3 separate regions of the Mus musculus genome follow, and all the other regions are linked to region 2. The links are chromatin contacts, called in public targeted proximity ligation maps. All regions are on one chromosome and are shown on one strand. The core of a region is the stretch at or near the end of the contact, and the rest is flanking DNA. Distances in the headings are between cores, read along the strand shown.

The links.
Region 1: a targeted proximity ligation map of embryonic stem cells shows a contact between it and region 2, with 14 read pairs. A contact is called at or near these places in 1 of 484 Hi-C or Micro-C datasets (centroblasts), 5 of 130 datasets of targeted methods (CD8 T cells, embryonic stem cells, fetal liver and 1 more) and 3 of 9 other capture datasets (adipose tissue, liver and pancreatic islet).
Region 3: a targeted proximity ligation map of embryonic stem cells shows a contact between it and region 2, with 6 read pairs. A contact is called at or near these places in 4 of 484 Hi-C or Micro-C datasets (B cells, CD4 T cells, CD8 T cells and 1 more), 9 of 130 datasets of targeted methods (the 230-238 cell line, CD8 T cells, bone marrow-derived macrophages and 4 more) and 3 of 9 other capture datasets (adipose tissue, liver and pancreatic islet).

The regions. Positions count from the first base shown.
Region 1 is chr19:32,240,299-32,244,072 of GRCm38.p6, reverse strand. The region is part of intron 4 of Sgms1 (sphingomyelin synthase 1); the gene reads left to right. Among named protein-coding and RNA genes, the nearest start is that of Asah2, 140 kb to the right of the region's middle.
Region 2 is chr19:32,154,358-32,158,736 of GRCm38.p6, reverse strand. All of the region lies in intron 6 of Sgms1 (sphingomyelin synthase 1), which reads left to right. Among named protein-coding and RNA genes, the nearest start is that of Asah2, 53 kb to the right of the region's middle.
Region 3 is chr19:32,270,302-32,274,648 of GRCm38.p6, reverse strand. All of the region lies in intron 3 of Sgms1 (sphingomyelin synthase 1), which reads left to right. Among named protein-coding and RNA genes, the nearest start is that of Sgms1, 120 kb to the left of the region's middle.

The DNA of each region.
Region 1 (3,774 bases), core at 428-2,927, 85 kb before region 2:
TTACTCTCCAAATAGTATTTCATTTTCAAGGTAAGCTGAGACTTTTGTCATATGAAGCAAGGTGAGGCTTGGTGGAAATTTGAATGTATTATTTCCGTCTTGTTGAGATAAATCCATGGGGCTTTGGATTTATAGGTCGTCTGTTGTTTTTATTAAGAGGTGGTATGGTTTATATTACGTAAATGTAGATCTCTGCATTAACCTGAAGCTTTAACCGAATACTTTTACAGTGGCAAGAGGGGTCTAGGGTTTAACATTTTTGTCTCAGTATAGTTAGTTGGGACAGCTGCTTTTTTGCACCTCTGGTTTTAGTTATTGCAGGTGGAACATGATTTCTTTTCTCTTTTTCTTTCTTTCCTTTTTCCTTTCTTTCTTTGTATTGCCTTTGCTGCCCTGGAACTTGTTATGCTCAGCAAGCTGGTCGTGAACTTATAGAAATCTGCCTGTCTCTTTCCCACAAGTACTGGGAGTAAAGGTTTGCTCCACCATGATGGGCCAAACGTGATCTCTTAAAAGATGTTACAACTATCCAAAGTGGAGCATCTTTGTCCTTTGAGCTGTCTCTTCTCAGTACGCGTGGGTGTGATTGGGCAGTTGAGCGCACGCATGCCTGGCATCTGTGATGCTCTAGATTCCGTCCCTGGCACCCAGAGGGGAGGGGGAGTTAAGCCTGTTGTCATGTTCAGTAGACTGGTTATTTCAGTGCAAGGTTCAGGAATGGCGTCTTGATAATTTGTGATTGAGGCTTAGAATGGCCTTGCGTTTCACCATCGGCTTTAGATGAACCTCAAAAAGATTTAGAGCCTTATGGATTATAAAATGGGAGGGAAAGAGGAAGAGAGAAGCTGAGTGTTTAGTTACTTTTCTGTAGCTCTGGCTGTGCAGACCGGGACTAAGGCAACTTATAAAAGAAAGCATTTGATTGGGGGCTTGCTTACAGTTTGTGGAAACATGTGTAGGTAGGCAGCCCTGCCTGCTGAAACAGTAGCTGAGAGCTTACTTTTTTCTTCTCCTTCTTCAAGTTGGAGACAGAGATGGGCCTGGCCTGGGCTTTTGAAACCTCAAAGTTCACCCCTGTGACATAGCTCCAGCAAGGCCACACCTCCTAATCCTTCCTAAAGCAGTTCTGCCAACTAGGGACCTGACATTGAGTTTGTGGGAGCCATTCTCATTTAAACTTACCACAAGGGTTAAGGATTTAGTTTTTAATGAAGGAAAATGAATTATATGTGCTTTATGCTAATAAAAATGAAGGAAGTACAAAATCAAAAAGCTGAGACACAAGATGTGAGGTGTGGGGGAGGGGCTACTGCAGCTCTTTTTCAAGTTGTTTACCCTCATAATGCTGCTACTGTTACTGAGCCAGCCTCCTGCACGTGTAAGGTTAGGGTTAGCTTTGGGATTTTATGATGCAGTTTCAAAGTTAGCCTTAAACTGTCTGTCCCTTTGGTCTGAGATCACCTTTGAGTTCATAGGAGTGTACCATATTGTCTGGCTTGGAAACTTAGTACCTGACATGACCCTGGCTGAGAAACCAGCACACATGTAAAAGAGCCAGTTGCTGGATGTGAAACCGTAGCTGTCAGAGGTAACGAGGGAGAGCATGGCCTGAGCCTGCCATGCCTATCTGGATGACCCTGAGTCAGAGACAGGTGCTCAGTGGGCGTGGAGCCAGTCCTTTCCACAGGCCAGACAGTTGTTTTTCCTGGAATGTCACTCCTTAGCTCTGACTCAGCCTCTTTGATGGTCCTTCCGGTTGCCTGAGGGGACAAAAAGGAAAGCAGCAGTGATAAGCTTGACTCTGGCCAGGTGCTCTTGACAGGGAACTTCTGACTGGACACCTCACAGGCAACTTCTCTTGGGACAGAGCAGATGGTGTTGAACCTTGGCCAGTGGGTGCCCTCCAAATAGGCTTCCATTGGCTTTTGTACTTAACATGCTCGTCCCTGAGGCTGCCTCGGACCTGGTGGTAGGTGTGTTACCTGGACTGTACTCCATTGTCTGGAAATGGTACGGTGTGCTGCCTCCTTCTTTTGAGATTGGATTTTAAGACATCTGTTTAATTCTTGTGGAACTATACTTTTAAAATATGTGCTACTCCTATTTCAAACGGTCTTACTTTGTATCATATTAGGATTAAATATTAATACTTTCACCTTTTACTATTTTCATCGCTCTGCTGAGATTATTGTCATGAGAACTTATTTGAAATATACTCTGTTTCTGATGCAGGCTCTGCTGTGGTGGCTGCTGTCATTCTGACCTTGTCCAGCGTAAAGCTAGGGAAGCAGATGCTAGAGAGGAAAGGACGCGGTATTTTCTGGAGGTCTTATGTAGTTCACAAAAGTATCTCAGCAGATGAAGCCTTTTTAATAGAGGTCACATGGGACTGCAGCTTTCGCAAGGCCCCAGGGTGACACCCCAGTACTGTAGAGGTGACCAAATGGGAACAAACCCCAAGCCATCCACCCGGACGCCATGTGTGGACTCAGTGGCTGTCGGATCTCGCCGGAGGAGTTGTCCTGAGGCACTCAGACTTGAATCTTAGGAGCATGACATCCGTACTTTGTTGTCTTTGTTTAAAATGAGGGGACTCGTGATTTTAAAAGTCTTTGTGCTTAGGCTTCAGGCATGTTAAGGAGTTAGTAGTGGCTATCCATCCTGACAAATACTTTAACCATTTTTTCCCCTTCTACCTCCGGTATTGGGAATTGAACCCAGGCCCCTCTTTTATGCCAGTCGAGTACCTGGTCACGAAGCCACATCTTCGGTCCCACTGATAAATATTTAAAATCTTTACTAAAATCCTGGACTTAGGTATGGCAGGCCATTGAAAGGAACCAACCTGAGGCTTGAAGCCGTGGTGAACCTTGCCTGAGATCATGTGGTTAGAGGATGAAGGAGTCCATACTTGATGTTAGCTCTCTGACTTCACAGACTGGTCAACTCTGCCTCACTGGCTACACACAGCAGTGACATTAAGGAGGCAGCCTTACAGAGAATGTCCTTACATTTCACACCCACACAAGGGCATTCTGAAGCTCTGGTGACAGCATTCTCCTTGGAGAAGTGGTGGCTTCTATTGGCCCTGCTGCTTCCTTTTTGGGGGCGGGGGGGGGGGGCGGGGGGGGGCGGCGGCGCGGCATTTCAGATTTAGGTTAGAAGGTATGTCTGCTTGTGAGCTGTGTCCTCAGTGTAGGCTTCTCTGGATGGTGGCTGCAATTGGGTCAGCTTGTTTTTGTACTTGTGTCACATAGCAGGTTGGGACTGGAATTTGACCTCAGCATCCCACAGAGGAGGATGGTTCTACCATTCTTATACAAATTTCAGAATTCTAGCTTGTATACCTGTCCTTGGTCACAGTGAAATGCTGCTCTTCCACTCCTTACCACCCTCTCCCTCCTCTCCCTACTCCTGTTTCCTGTTAACTAATACATAACTGTTTTGAAACAGGCTATGCTTGCCCAGTGCCATGATGAGAGGCGTGCCCCACCAGTTTCAGTGCTTCCCTCTTTATCTGATTCTACATAAAAATCTGCCATGCGTGTCCTAAAGAAAATGGCACACACTTTTTATTCCCTGCACTCAGGAGGCAGGGGCAGGTGGGTCTCTGATTTTGAGGCTGGCTTAGCCAGTTCCAGGACAGCCAGGGCTACATAAAAAGTCCTTTTCTCATACTACCAGGAAACAAAATAAAAAGAAAATTAAAAAGCAGTACTTAGAAGTTGCCACTGGCAATAGTTTGGTATGGAGGCTTCTGTTCTTATTCCTGTG
Region 2 (4,379 bases), core at 192-2,691:
CGGCCCAAGCTTGCTGCTCTTGTGCCTTGGACAGTGTCACCAAATCCACAGAGTGAAAAAGGCTATCCCTGGGACTGAGGCACTCATCCCTGGAACTGCCACTCTCTGTGTCACTCTGTGTGTCTGCTACTGATGATGGGGACACTGAGTTTCTCTGTAGTAGACTGAGTTGCCTGAGCCCAAGTATGGCTGGCTATTAAAAGGAGTCATATTCCATCAAGAAAACAAAATGCAGGTGGAGTGTTCCTGTTGAACTTTTCTGAGTGGTTTCCTGGTGTTGGATAAAGTCTCTCAGCTTATGAAGTCATGTGTCTTCAAGCAGAAGGAGTAGGCCCCTGCTGGCTTTGCCAGGGGACCCTCGTCCCTGTGAGAAGTCACTGACATAGCAGCCACGGGTTTACTTGGATCTAGCTTGACAATTTTATAAGTGAAGTAGAAGTTTGAATAGAATTGATGGGCTATGCTACCGTGGAGGTGTTGGAGAAAAAAAAGGAAAAAAAAAAGTTTTGCTGTTGTTGTTGCTGCTGCTGCTTCTTCTGCTACTTTGGTTTTAAGAGAAGCTGGTTTCAGAGAGAGTGATGTTCAGAATTCCTGACATGCATGCTGTTGTTGACTGACACATTTTAGTCCTGTTTTTCCCTTAGGAACATTTTAACATTTCCCCTTTGCCCCGTTAAAGGTCCATTGAAAATATTTCCCACGCTCCTCAAATTATGCTACCTATTTTTTTTTTCCCTTAAAATTTGCTTTATTTTTTGTGAGTTTACTTTCTGGGTTTTCCATCAAAATTTGTACACACAGGCAATTTTACTGCCCCAGAACATAACTCGGTCAGTCAGACTGAGTCCTTCACAGAACTGCGGTGTTTTATCATTTCAGTCTTGCTCTGAGGAAACGTTCAAATCACAGGAAGAGTTCATTTAAAGGTTTTCTTTTTCTAGCAGGGAAATTTTTCACAAAATTGAACTTTCTAACTCTAAACTCTTTAAACTTTCTAATTCGGTATTCTCCTGGTACTTATGGCCAACACCGCGATCATTTATTTACTTATTTATTCAGATTCTCCAGCAGCAGTAAACCAGCTGGGATGTGTTCCGCAAAGCTAACTCAGAGCAGGCCTGGGTCCTTGCTGTGGCTGTGGCTTTTCATTCGAGGGGCCTTAGATGAGCCCTTTCATCTCAGGAGCCTAAGCCTGTCCAGCAAACAGCAGCTTCCCAGGCAAGGCTTCTGCTGCCCTAGAAAACGTTTGAAACTGGCCCTGACTTTGCTGGGTAAGGCACTGTGATGGAATTTGAGTTTATGTATCCTGTTTAGGCCTCTGTAAGGCCCTCACTTCAGCTTTTTCCTTTGGAAGCAGATTGTCGCCCTAAGTGTCCCCAACCATGACTGTGTCCTCTGTCCTCTCCCAGTACTGGTATGTTGCACTCCAGGCATGGGTGGGGCCGGGCAGGGCGGGGCACTGATAGTGTAGGAAGTATAAGGGGAGGAGTATCTTCCCTGGCTCTTATCAGAAAGACAAAACCTTTTGTACTATGACGTTGATACGACAACCCAACACCTACTCGTTTCTAGTTAACTGGCTATGTGACACTTTTTTTCTCTGAACCATTTTGGAAACATGGGTGTTCTCCTTAACTTTCCTTGTGTTTGACTCCTATGAGTTTGGCCCCTCTCTCTGGAGTCCACCAGCCATGAGCCATTTAACTCAGCCCCTCAGAATCAGAGCTGTTTGGCTGGTATTAAGTTCCCAATAAAGCCCAAATTCCCCCCAGATGATTCTGACTTTAAGAATCCCAGAGTCCGTTTCATGCCAGCCTGTTCCTTCTTCCTTCGGACTTTCTATCTTTGGAGAAAAGACAAAGTTGTCAGGAATAATGTACTAATTGGAAAATGAGACCGCTGGTATAATGGCCGATATCCACCAGCACCAAGCCCTTTAGAACCAGGCTTTCAGGGCTCTGGATACCTCGATTCTGAATCTGTGACATTCAGCTCTGTCTTATATTGTATACAGTTGTCCTTCACTGTGAAAGTAGGTTCTGAAGTTTTTGGTTTTTAAAATTGTAAATAATGTTGTCTCCCCATTTAGAATTGGACTTTCAAGCCACTGACTAGGAAAAATTCCCGGGAAATCTCTGCCTTTGTGTCAGACTTCACTGCAAACCAGGTACCCCTTGTTTTAAGAAAGCACCATGACGAGCATTCTGAGCTTGCAGACTGTAGAGCCGAGGCCTGGGACTCTGTGTATGGCTCTCCGCTAACACGGAGGCTCCTGCATGTTCCCTGCGGCCCCACTCTGTGAGGACATTGCCAACCCTTGACAGAGAAGGTGGCGCTGTAGTGTTCAAGTCAGGTTTCCTTACTAGGCTGAGTGTGTAATCTGGGTGCCTCAGACTCTCCTCGACCAAAACCAGATCTGTGAGCTAAGTTTCCTAACGTGGTCTCCGTCTCCACCAGCGTCCCTCAGCCCCATCTCTAGAAACACAGATCAAACTCATTTAGCATTGTCCAGATGACTTCCGTCAGTTCTGTTTGTAGGCATGTCTCTCTTTTCACTTCTAACTGGGGATCCACACTGTGGAATCAGATGAAGCTCAAGGCTCTCCACAATAGAATTTAAGTCTGACCTTAACGCCGTTCCTCCAAGTCTCTGTAAACACCTGAAGCTCACATCACTTTCCATTCTGTCAATTTTATATCTCTCTCCTTTTGAATTTTCTTAAAGGAGAAAAGGACACAATGTCCCTTACTCACTCTTGTATCCCAATGCCTGTGACAGAGCGTGACACACGTAAACATAAACGTAAAATGTGTTCATTTTAACTCCATCCCTTCATTCAACTTGAAGTCAGTGAGCAACCTACTGTCCTCGAGCTGTGCTGGGCCCCGGGAGCACTGAGCAAGTAGAGAGCTCTAGTGAGGTGATGTGTCCGTGCAGAGTGAGGCAGGCAGGCACCAGCTGAGGCTATGACAATAGCCAGTGTAAGGGACCTAGGAAAGGGGAGTCAGCATGAGGGCTCAGAGGGTTGGAAATAGGGCTAAAGTGATATTTTCAGATTGGGTAATTATGAAAGGCCACTGGTGAGAGAGGAGTTTAGTAGACACTTGAGTCAAATGAAAGACAATTCCAAGTAGGTATTTGGGAAAGAGTGTTCTAGATAGAAACCATAGCAAGTGTATGAGGCTGGGGTTTATTTCTCTGACTCAATTAAGTATTTGTAATGGCCCAGGAAGCTGGGGAGAGTTGTGACGTAAGACTCTAGTGAATTATGGGCAGGGCCTCAAATGGAACCAGTAGCCACTGGTGTGTAATGCTATAAACACACTTACACTTTGGAAGAATTATGTAGGTCAGCAGAATGAAATGATCAGGTAGGGCACTTACTACCAAGCCTAAACCTGGAATTTGGATCTCAGAACCCATATGGTGGAAGGAGAGTAGTGAATCCCATGAGTTATCCTATGACCTACACACACACACACACACACACACACATACATACACACACATACACATACACATACATACATACTTGCATACGTACATACACACACACACACACATACATACACACATACATACATACATACTTGCATACACACACATACAAATAACATGCTAAAAAATTTTTTTAAATTATATGGTTACTTTGTAGATAATAGGATAGAACAAGTTAAGTCCAGAGAATTGTTTGAGACACCAGTTGCCATAGTGGAAAAAGCTGGTTTGTTACATTGTTTCTCATACAAAGCTTTGGATCTGCTCATGAAACCCTGGTTTTTATATGTGACTTACAGAGGGAGGATCCCACTAATTCACAGATTCTCACAACTGTTGTTGAATAGATTTTCTTTGGAACACAGTCAAGTAGCTCATATCCTGTGCTGTGTTTTCTGCTATAGTTTGGGGGTCAGACCCTCCCCTCAGAAGAACGGGGTAGTCATTTGGGCGAGGGGCAGATTATCTAAGTGTGAATTGAATATACCTAGTAGCAACCCATTGGTAGTATAAATATGTGAAGAAAAAAGAAAAAGAGTGTCAGATTACAGGGTGGACTCAAAGGAGCTCAGTGGCAGAGGTGTTTGGTGATAAGTAAGAGATCATCAGGAGCTGCAGGGTCACAGTGGGATTAGTTGCTATGTGGAAATGATCATTGAATAAAATCTATGAAAACTGATCCCAAAGGGAAGACTAAGAGACATGATTGGACAGATTCTGACTATGACCATTTGATATTTGCATTTAAAAGTATCTCACACATGTGGTTCCCAGTGTTGTTCTTCTAGGCTGATCTTCACAGTGCTAGGATGGGTTTTTAGTGTTTAGCAACAGTTTGTATTCTGTGACCAGAGATCTCTTTAGACAAAGTTAGTTTGGG
Region 3 (4,347 bases), core at 1,534-4,033, 110 kb before region 2:
GACAGGGGAAGGATTCCCAGCCCCTCGAAAGAGCCATAGATGAGGCGGGAAAGGTTTGGGGGTCTGTGCTTTGGTTGGGGTGGACAGCACTATATGTATGGGGGAGAGTGTCTTCCCCCATAGGTGTGCCTGCTCTGCATTTCCCTGATGTCATTGTTCAGGTGACTCTATAGTAGGGACACCTTCCCTCGCTCTACCTCTCTTTGCAGCATTTAGTGATGCCTGACAACCTAGAATTACAAGAAAGGAGTCAATGACACAGGGCTCTGCCCATCCCTGCTGTGTTCAGAGGCCTCATCAAGTAATTGAATGAGTCACCTGTCCCCATCCCTACTGTAATAGAGGCCTAGGCAAGTGCTTGGACGAATCAGGATTTTACTTTTTGTTTCTTTTTGAAACTCAAATGAGTTTCCAGCTAACCTGAGAGGGTTGGGGCTACTGATCCTGTGACAGATTAAGCCTTTCATTTTAACTAAGGACAAGTAAAAAAGATTAATTTTCTTCTTTAAAAATAACCTAATGCAAAACAAAACAAAGCAAAACTTAATACTTGTAAATGGAAGATTTCCCTGGGCTGAAACTGTGAACAGCTCCCCCAAACAGCTCACCTTCCACCCCAGCTTAGCTCCTCTGTGCACAGTTGAGTATGGCTTGCTTGCCTGTCCTGATCTCCAGCTGCCTTTCCCATTCATTAGCAGTTATGAGCAAGCTAAGCAGCCCTGGATGATGGACGTTCCAAGTGTGAACCACAGTTCCCATTGGATGTTTCCTGCCACGGCCTTTGCAAAGTCAAAGAATCCCAGGGGAGCCATCTGGATTCAGGATTTACCTGCTTTCTCTTTTTTTTCTGTTGTTCTTCTTCACAAATTGGTATAAATACCTAGCCTCCACTTCTTCTTTTGAGCGACTGAACCAGACTTTTAATGAAAACAGAAATCTAGCCTTGCATTTCACAGATTTGGGGGCTAAATTATAACATACCCTAGTTCTGCTAAACTAATTGTTTGTATGGGATGAGCCTCTGGCCTTTTGCTTTGCTCTTTTTTACCTCCTGGGGACAGGTCTGGAGACCAAAGATGTATGAAGATAATATGCACAGAAACAGCATGGGTCTCAGTATGTGGTTCGTGATTTTAAAAAGCTAATGCAGAAATCTTTCTCTGTTGGTACTTTTTACAAGATGGGCAGGATCTGTGCTGGCCAATGAGGCTGTGCGTATAATGGTCACAGTTGGAGTTAGGCATCTGTCTATTTAGATGGCGTGGCTGTCATGTATTAGCTGTTAACTGTTGCACAACTTACCAACCTTTCTTTAAAGTGACTCTTGTCACAACAGTAGTATTGTATAAGAAGACCATTATTTGCTATTGTTTGCATTTATTATAATGTACATAATTGGTGCTCTTATTAAGGGCTGTAGCCTGAGCATGATTGTCTACTAGTGTTCCCCAGACTTGCCTGAGCTTATACCGTTCCTCAGGTGCTTGTTAAAAGCAAAGATTCTCAGGCACCACCCAGATACCCAGACTTGCTTCATCAGATCCCCATGGGAGAGGCCCGGCAGAGCCCTATTACACACCCTGGTTTCAGATATTTTGCATGAATTTTTGGTGTGCGTCCATATTTGGTACTGTGTGTTCCAGTCTTGACCAGAGGAAACATGGCCTCTGGTCAGACTCTTGGCAAAGACTCTTTTTCTCAACATGTGTAACATATTCTCACACTCCAGGTTCTAGCTACAAAGAAGAATGGTATCATGTGTGCAACTTGGCTAGCCTGGCATTCTTTCTCTCTCTTGGTGAAATATCCTAATAACCTGCTCAGCCTCAACATATGTATCAACATGATGAGCCTGTGCACAGTTCTGAGTGTTCCCTCCAGATGTGGGTGGGATGGGAACAGGAAGTGCCATGGCGTGCTCTCACCGTTATCAGTGGAGAGCAGGCTGCAAGCTCTACTTTTTTCAGTGGAGACCTGGGAGCCAGATGCTGCATCTTAACCCAGGGCACAGAGATTAGTGCACTCTGAGCCAGCTCTTCTGGAAAAACAGCGTTTGGCTGTTTTTCACACAAGCCTGCAAATTTTTCTCTCTAGCCCAGTTACTTCCTTGTTAGTGACAAAGAAAGGTGGGTTTGTCACATTTTACTCACAGGACTGGGGTTTTGGGAGACATTGCAAATGGGGTTCCCAGCTTGGGGTTCTCATCTTAGCAAGGGAGTACTCTGCATTCCTGCGGAGATGGGGCGATTTTTTTGCCTCCACCTTATTCTGTGAGGATTTAAAGTGATTGATCTTGATGCTTCTGTCCCCCTCCCTCCCTAAGGTCGTGGTTTTACATGAATAGAACTTGACTTGAGATTCGGACGTGGGTTAACCTTGCCTTTCTGTTCTCATTCTCCTCATGCCATAAGGCAGCTTGATGAGTGCTGAGAATCTTATTTCAGTGTCAGGTTCATTTTCTGACCTGTGAACAAGTTTATCCAGGTTTGTGGCGATTGATATAACAGAGGAGTTTGTGTATTCTGTGGCGCCCCTTAGAAAAAGCCTGTGAGGCACCCTTGACAGTAGCATCTGAAGACTGAAAGAGAAAGTGGTTTTGCCCTAGCCCCATGGCATTCTTAGTGAAAAACGCTGATCCACACAGTTGTACAGAGAATTTTAAAAATATCATGGCAGGGATGAGCAGTTGACGAGGGACATGGCTACTCATCATAGCTTGGAGAGAATGCAGTCAGCTTGCTCTTGGTTTCTTTTGCCTTGTGGGTAGATGGAAATCACCAGGCACTCCTTGCGTCTATCCCGCTCTCAGCCTTTAAGCGCTTAGCAGTGGAATGAGCCCAGGCCTGTAGCTTCCTTTACTTCTCTTGCTGTTCTGTTTTGCAATGTCTTTTCTCATTTGTGGATCTTTCCATTGCAGGAGAGACTGGAGGTAGCTGCTCATGTCATTGGTTTACTGACTGTAAGCTTATGCAGGTTAAGTGTTTTTGATTTGCCGTATCTACAGACTGTTTATGTCTAGTGAGCAGCCTCGTGGGAGGAGGGCATTCTAAAGACGCGATGAGGGCTTGGCCAATGATATGTTGATGTAATGAGGAAGCAATGCCTACTCCAGACATTTCCAAATTGCCAGTATCATGTGGAGGGGAGGTTCAGTTACCACCCACAAAGGAAGCCTTCTGCTCAAACAGGTGGAAAAACTCCAACCCTTTCTCTCTCCACCCAGTCCATATACATAACAAAACACAACACAAATGGACTGTGAAACAAGACAGCCAATTTTGTTAAATACCTGTATTCAAAACTATAATTGTGTATGTTATTATATATAATTATCTAGCAAGTAATCCTAAGCCCCCCAAAATTTTAATGATACCATGTATCTTGCCACGTTACTGTATTTTTCATTTCTATAAAAACATACATTTTAATTCAGCATTATAGTTTGTGCACATTTATGTATGTATGCGTGTACATGTACATGTGTATGTTCATGTATATACGTTTGTGTACATATGTGCTACTGTGTGCATGTAGAGGTCAAAGGACAACCTTTGGCGGTCAGTTCTCCTTCCATTGTGGGTTCTGGCATTGACGAACTTCAAAGAGGATTTTTTTGTTTGTTTGTTTTGTTTTGCTTTGTTTTAATCTGTTGGCCTTCTCAGAGGCTCTTAACAAATTTTCTAACCTCTTTGAAAGTGAGGCTTCAATCTCACACCTTCTAGAAATGTCTGAGGCACCTAACAAGACAAAGTATCTTATAAGGACTTAGAAACAGTATACTGATGGGACTTAAAGTATCACTCAGTAGTTTGATCTAAGTGCTAGACTGCAGTGCTACACTCGGTTTTTCACATTTAAAAAGATGTTTTGTGCTGGGCGGTGGTGGCGCACACCTTTAATCCCAGCATTTGGGAGGCAGTGGCAGGCAGATTTCTGAGTTCAAAACTAGCCTGGTCTACAAAGTGAGTTCCAGGACAACCAGGGCTATACAGAGAAACCCTGTCTCGAAAAACAAAACAATAACAACAACAACAACAAAAACCAACAAAAACCGATGTTTTGTTTTGTTTTTCTGTGTGTGTGCAAGTGCGTGTGTCATAGCATGTGTGTAGAAGTCAAAGGACAACATTTGGGAATCAGTTCTCACTTTCCACCTTCTTTGAGACGCAGTCTGTCTCATTTCTGCAACTGCACTGGGGGTTCTGGGCTAGCTGACCTGAGACCTTCCAGCCTCTTTTCTGTCTCGGCCTCCCTTCTCACTATAGTGATGCTGGGATTATAGATGTGTGCTACCATGTCTAGCTTCTTTCATGAGTTCCAAGGATCAGACTTAGAGGAGCACGGTTA